Regions from separate parts of the Zea mays genome. Here region 1 is linked to region 2. A link is a contact called in public Hi-C data. All regions are on one chromosome and are shown on one strand. The core of a region is the stretch at or near the end of the contact, and the rest is flanking DNA. Distances in the headings are between cores, read along the strand shown.

The links. A called contact is a pair of places that touch in the nucleus more often than the background predicts.
Region 1: a contact with region 2 is called in a Hi-C map of ear, with 4 times the contacts expected there. The contact joins the promoter of LOC107648854 here to the promoter of LOC100383254 in region 2. A contact is called at or near these places in 2 of 25 Hi-C or Micro-C datasets (ear and tassel).

The regions. Positions count from the first base shown.
Region 1 is chr1:47,134,377-47,137,569 of Zm-B73-REFERENCE-NAM-5.0, forward strand. LOC107648854 (putative pectinesterase/pectinesterase inhibitor 58) reads right to left here and starts at 1,852. Exons shown (of 1, transcript NM_001323628.1): 1 at 1-1,852. The coding sequence starts at 1,693.
Region 2 is chr1:46,458,112-46,461,147 of Zm-B73-REFERENCE-NAM-5.0, forward strand. LOC100383254 (U2 small nuclear ribonucleoprotein B'') reads right to left here and starts at 1,754. Exons shown (of 5, transcript NM_001175915.1): 1 at 1,615-1,754; 2 at 824-996; 3 at 83-176. The coding sequence starts at 1,687.

The DNA of each region.
Region 1 (3,193 bases), core at 602-3,101, 680 kb after region 2:
TCCTGCCCGATTGCTGCTGCGGCAGCAGCCCCGGGATGAATGGCACGCCGAGCTGTGGGAGCCAGTGCTGGCCCTGGATGAAGCTCTCGACGGTGTACTTCTGCAGCGCGTGCTGGTAGGTGATGTTCTTGATACCCCTCCACTTGACGCGTCTGGTCATGTTGGCGCCGGGCCCGTGGTTTTCCACCTCGGCGTAGTAGCAGGTGCTGAGGCCGAAGTCGCCGAGCCACGGCAGCCAGCCCTGCGGGTCGATGAACCCGCCGATCTCCGACTGGATGTAGAGCGTGCGCGAGTGCTCCTTCCACGGGCGGCCCAGGAAGGTCCTGAACCGGCCGACGCTCTTCTCGAACTCCGGGTGCGGCGCGACGGTGCAGTTGTGGATGACGGTGCCGCCCACCGACCGCCTCTCCTTGCGGCCCTGCGCCGTGACGATGTTCTGCTGGTTGTCCATGCACTTGCGCACCTGGATGAGGCAGTTCTGGAACACCACCTGCGCGTTGCCGAAGATGAAGTCGATGGTGCCCGTGATGACGCAGTCGCGGTAGTACTGGCGGCTCGTGTGCGTGTACAGCGTGTCCTGGTACCCGTCGAACCGGCACTCGTAGAACGCCGACATGTCGCTCTGCACCCGCAGCGCCACCGCCTGGTGGTTCTTGGCTCCCGCCGTGTTCTTCACGCCGATCCCGCGCATCAGGAACCCGTTCCCGATCGCCTCCATCGTGGCCGTGTCCTTGGTGGTGATGTTCATCATGAAGCTCTTGTGGCCCGTGATCACCGTCTTGGTGGCGCCGTCGCCGACCATCACCAGGTTCGTCACGTTCCGGGCCACGGACACGTACTCCCTGTACTTGCCGGCCTTCACGTACATGACGTACGTGGTGGCGCTCTTCAGCGGCACCTTGGCCAGCGCCGCGTTGATGGTCCTGAAGTCGCCGCTGCCGTCCTTGGCCACCGTCACGTCGGGCCTGAAGCCCTTCTCGCCGGGGGAGACCAGCAGCAGCCGGCGCTTGGCGTCGGGCATCCACGAGGGCGCGCCGCGGGCGTGCTCCGCGAGGAGCCGGCGGTGGAAGCTCGGCAGGCCAAGATTGGCGAGCGTCTCGGAGAACTCGTCCACGAGCGCCAGGATGTTCTCCGTCAGCTCCTGCGAGCTGTTGAGCGCCTTGCGCATCTTGCCCGCGGCGGGCGTCGTGGTGTTCTCGAACCCGTCCAGGCACGTCTCCTGGTACGTGAGCGCGGAGCTCAGCCACGTCCGGAGGTCGTCCACGGCGCTCTTGAAGTTGGTCATCTCGAAGCCGCCGAGCCTGTCGAACGTCGTCCGGAGGTCGTCGATGGCGTAGTCCAGCAGCTCTCCGCAGTTGTGGAGCGCGCCCGACGTGCGCCGGTCGTGCTTGAGCTCGTTGAGCAGGGCGGACTCGCGCACGGCCTTCGCGATCCGGTCGGACGTCACCTTGAAGATGGCCTTGGCCAGCTCCGTGGGGCTGGTGGCGTTCCCGGCCGCCGCCTCCAGCGCCTTCTCGCACGTCTCCCTGTAGTCCACGGGCTGGCAGAAGGACTTGATGGACTTCACCGACGTGGACATCTCGCCCTCCTCGGCCCTCCCGCCATCGCCGCTGCCTTTGAAGGAAACGACGCAGATGGTGGCCACCACCGCCACGACCAGGACGGTCGATGCGCCGATGACGGCGCCTTTCATCGCAGGGTACGCACGGCCTAGATGTCCAATTTGCGCAAGCTCACACACGCATACGGCATACAACACACAAACACAGTATATGTAGTCTGAGTGCAATGTGGTAGGTATTTAGTGCCCCCAATCACACCAATAGAAAAGTCGACACTCTATGTTTTGGTGTGAATTGGAGTACCGAGCAAGAGCATCGAGACGAATTTTTATACTGCGCTATAGGCAGCGTCAAAACTGGGACATGGCGAAGAGGGACGGTTGTGCATTGGCGTTGGAGCCGAAGTAAAGGGAGAGCCAAGCAACGACGACGGACGGCGGTCACTGGTGTAGCGTTTGTTCGGAAAAAAATTGTTTGCGATTTTTTTTTTCTAGAAAAAGTTTTGCCAGGCTCGCGCGTTTCGGCCTTTCAGCGGAAATGATCTAATAAGAAGGCAACACTGCTGTACAGAGATAATCTCGGTGTCTGTTACCTAATATGTAACCTAACATGCTAATTATAAGAATGCAACACACTTATATCATAATAGATAAACTGAATTATAAGATTAAATCAGATGATGAGTACCGATCGAACATACTGATTGACAACGTGGAAGCTAGCAGGGTCAACGTGGTCGATGGCGAGAAAAACATGAGTAGTCGCGTGAATACGCTTCTCAAAAAACTTATTTTTCTTCTCCTGGTACAGAATCTCGAAGGCAACAGGTTCCGGAGACATGCTCTCCCGATCACAGGTGCACATCGGTGCTCGGGATAAAGAAGAGTACATCGACGACGCAGATAACAAAGGAAAACCTAACTAGTGCTCAGGGTATTTCTAGCTAGGGTTGTCAACAGTCACCTCGGTGGTGGTGGCGGCCGCAGCTACAGGGGAGAGGAGGGGGGCGCAGGGTAAGGAGACGGCCGCTACTTAGGGAGGAGAGGCCGCGGCTGGGGCGTCCACGACAGGAAAGAAAGTGGGGGCGTGCGGCGGATGCGGTTGTGCAGCGGCGGCTACGGATTAGGGAGGGAAGGAGAAAGGAAAACCTACTTATACCATGTAGGAAACAATAATACTATCAGGATTAAATGTTGTATTAATAGCATGAGTTAGCTGTGTCTGTCCAATTATACAAAGGTAAGAGGGTAATTACATAGGATAAACCTCAAACCCTAAGCGGGTCCGTACTGTTCTAGCCGAAACTGATATTTTTCTCTGAAGCATGGATACTTCAGGAAGGAGGCATTGCTGTACAACGCTACGCCTCAATCAAAAGATGAAAAAAATGAACAAAGCATGAGATCGCGTTCTCGGCACTTGTGCCCATGTTGCAGCACTGACAGAATAAGCAATTAAAGCAAAAAAAAAAACGAAATGAGGCAGCTAGTCCAGACGAATGGCGGAACCCTGCCTGTTCCTTCGCTTTCACAGAAGCGAGCAGGGAGAGAGAGGGGGGACCAAGAACGCATTCCGCTCTGGTTGGGAGTTGAGACGTTTCCGTGGTCCACGGAGTCCCGGGACACAACTAG
Region 2 (3,036 bases), core at 504-3,003:
ACACTCCTTGTCTGAAACAACAGGCCTGGTCTCATAAACCATAATCTGGCATATAATTGCTGAACCATGTGGTTAGAACTACCTTTCTCCTCTTGCTTCTTCCTTTTCTCCTTAGGTGCATAAGTACCATCTTCTTTTGCAATACAGTCTGATTTTGTTTTTGCATATTGTACTCGCTGTACAAAGGAAGAAAAATTAAAAAGTTACTACTGAAACATCATACATGACAGCACATATTATTAAGCCTCCATTCCTGATTGTTTTAAGATAGTGAGATTACAGGGAAAGATAAATATTTGTTTGATAATAAAGGTAAAGAAACAAGACACTGCAGCAAGAGCACCAGACAAGGATATGTCTTTCAGTTGTTTGCGGTTTAGGTATGAGAGAAAATGAATGGATATTTCATACAAAGGTAAAAGAAAAAAAGAAAAAGAAAAGAATGTGTGCTGATCCAAAAATATGAAGAACGTGTGCCTATCCCATCACTCTATGGAACTCAACATTCAATAAAAGTATTGAGAAAGGTAAGCCTTTTCTGTTTCAGCAGTGGCAAGTTATTATGAGGTACTAGATGTCTCAACAACACAGATGCTCAACTGAACAATAAATTACAGAGCAAATTACAAACATAGACTTTTGCAGGCCTACCATACAATAATGTTTGACTCATTACTCAAAGTAGAATATTGCTGTACACAAACATACAAACCAAATGACCAGGAACAACATATCTATAATGCATCTCAACTCATGACATGAAAATAAAAGACAAAAGATAAAAGACTCAGGAATATTATCAAATAAAATAAAGGTGCAATACCATTTTTTTGCTGTAGAAATCGAAATCTTGCAAACCACGGAAAGCATTGGTAGCAGCTGTAATTTCGCTAAACGCCACCCATGCTTGCCCTCTCAGTTTTTGTGTTTTCAGGGCCACCACATCCAGTATCCTTCCATACTGTGAACACAAGGCATAAAGTGATCTCTTCAACTCTGCACATAAGATAATCATGCATTTCAGCAATGAACAAAATGTTGGTTCGTGTTGATTAAAGAAAAAACAAGATATAGCATTCATGAACACATTTAGGAGGTTTTGGTCACTGGGCAAAGATATTAGTCGTCCACACATATGAGTGACTCCCAGTACAATCAACACTAAGCGTCTACGCCCCTAGCCTTTTGAGCTGGGTCGTCGCCAGGCCATCACGGCAGATGCACAATGTTCCTGTTCTGTGTAAGAAGGCAAGAACTTAACGAATTTCTCCCGAGTCCGTGGATCAAAACGCACTTAAATATGCCACTGGATTTCTGGTATACAGATATAGCAAGAGTTCTCCCTGATGTCGAAAGCAGACATGGCCCAGCGAGACATAGTTGAAGTATAAAAAGGAGCTCGAAGCCTATGAATTTGGAACTGTGCTGCAGCCAAAATTCCAAAACATTCAACATTTGTGTATCTATATGTATAGTGCACACGAGGGAGCTAACCAGACCCTAGAGCGACGCGACGCCGAGCAAATCCCCAGATCGGGAACCTAGGGTTTTAGGATGTCACTACCCTGACGGACGAGTGAAGTGTCGGTGTGTGGAGGCCGATGAGAGCGGTACCTTCTTTCTTGACCTTCTCGTTGAGGTTGTTGAGGTAGATGGTCTGGCTCGGGGGGATGTCGCCGGACAGCATCTCCTCAACCTCCTCCGCTGCTGCCGCCGCCGCGCAGCCGAAGACGAAGAGACGCAGAGATTGGTGCGGGTGCTTTCGGTTTCGGGCCGGAAAATTCTTGCCGCAAGCGAGAGTGTGTTGGTTTTTTCCTTTGTCTATGAGTATGGGTGAACACAGGGTCGGGTACCCCACATCGGGTATAGGATACGGGTAGAGAAAAAAAACGATCTCTCGAGTCTCGTATGCGAATACGGGTATTTAAACAGTCATCAGGAACCAACCTCGTATCTAGACAGTCATCGGTACCTAAAAATGTCAATATAGATATGGATTAAAAAAAACAGATTCTGAATCCTGGTATACAGGTTGAACATATTATAGTGGAAGGAACAATTCATAAGTATCCTGATATTTGTCTATATAATATCTTATGTTTGTTTTTTACTTGCTCGACTTATTCGCTCTTGATTTTTACTATCCGAACGAATTTGTCCTAAATTCAAGTAAATTATACTAGGGTAGGGACATGAAAATGACCTACTACTTATCACGGCTACCTTTTGTCTTCTCCGGTGAGTTGTCTTGTTTAGGGCCCACTCCAGCCCGAGGCGGTGTATTTGGGCTGTCGCACTATGGCTGGCCTGTGTGGAGGTTGTGGGCCGAATAGCGTCCTGGTTCTCGAAACAGTCCGTGGACCAACCCGGTTGCTGCGTACTGAACGAAGCAATCAAACGCAGTGTAGTAGTACATCGATAGATTCTTGAGCAATCCGAAACTCTCGCGTTTGATTTGAAATCAATCCATCACGAGTTACGATACGAAGTTTTGACTTTTATTTCGGCTACTGCTACTAGTTTGTCCATCCTCCTGCCCTCATTTTCTTTTAGACTTGGTGTTTTGCCAGACGCGCTCTTTCTTTGCGTTCGTCTACTTTTTGCCAAGTCAAAGAACCGAAGAAAAATAGCTACAGGTGTGTAAAAACCGAGGACCACAAAGTCGTCCTCCTTTTAGAGGTTTGAAGCTCTCAATCTTTGCTTTCATGGAGGGAGGGAGAAGGCTGGTCTTTAGCTCGCAGAACGACGGTTAGCACGAGTCAAATCTTTTTACAACGTACGTGGTACGTACATGAATAGGAGTACATGTACTGATGTACATCATAATTAAAATGGCCGCCTCCTGCTCTACTCTAGAGAGGCGCTATATATCTGTGTCACTGTGTGGTTGGTGTCTGGCTGACCATGTAGCGCGGGCGCGGCCACCACGTCAGCCCACCTCGCATGCTTGGAGTTGGGAGTCTAGCGCTCAAGTTGCTCTGCTAATTGCACTTATAAAAATCTAGCAGTGGCTCTGCCTGATCTTGTTACTAGTAG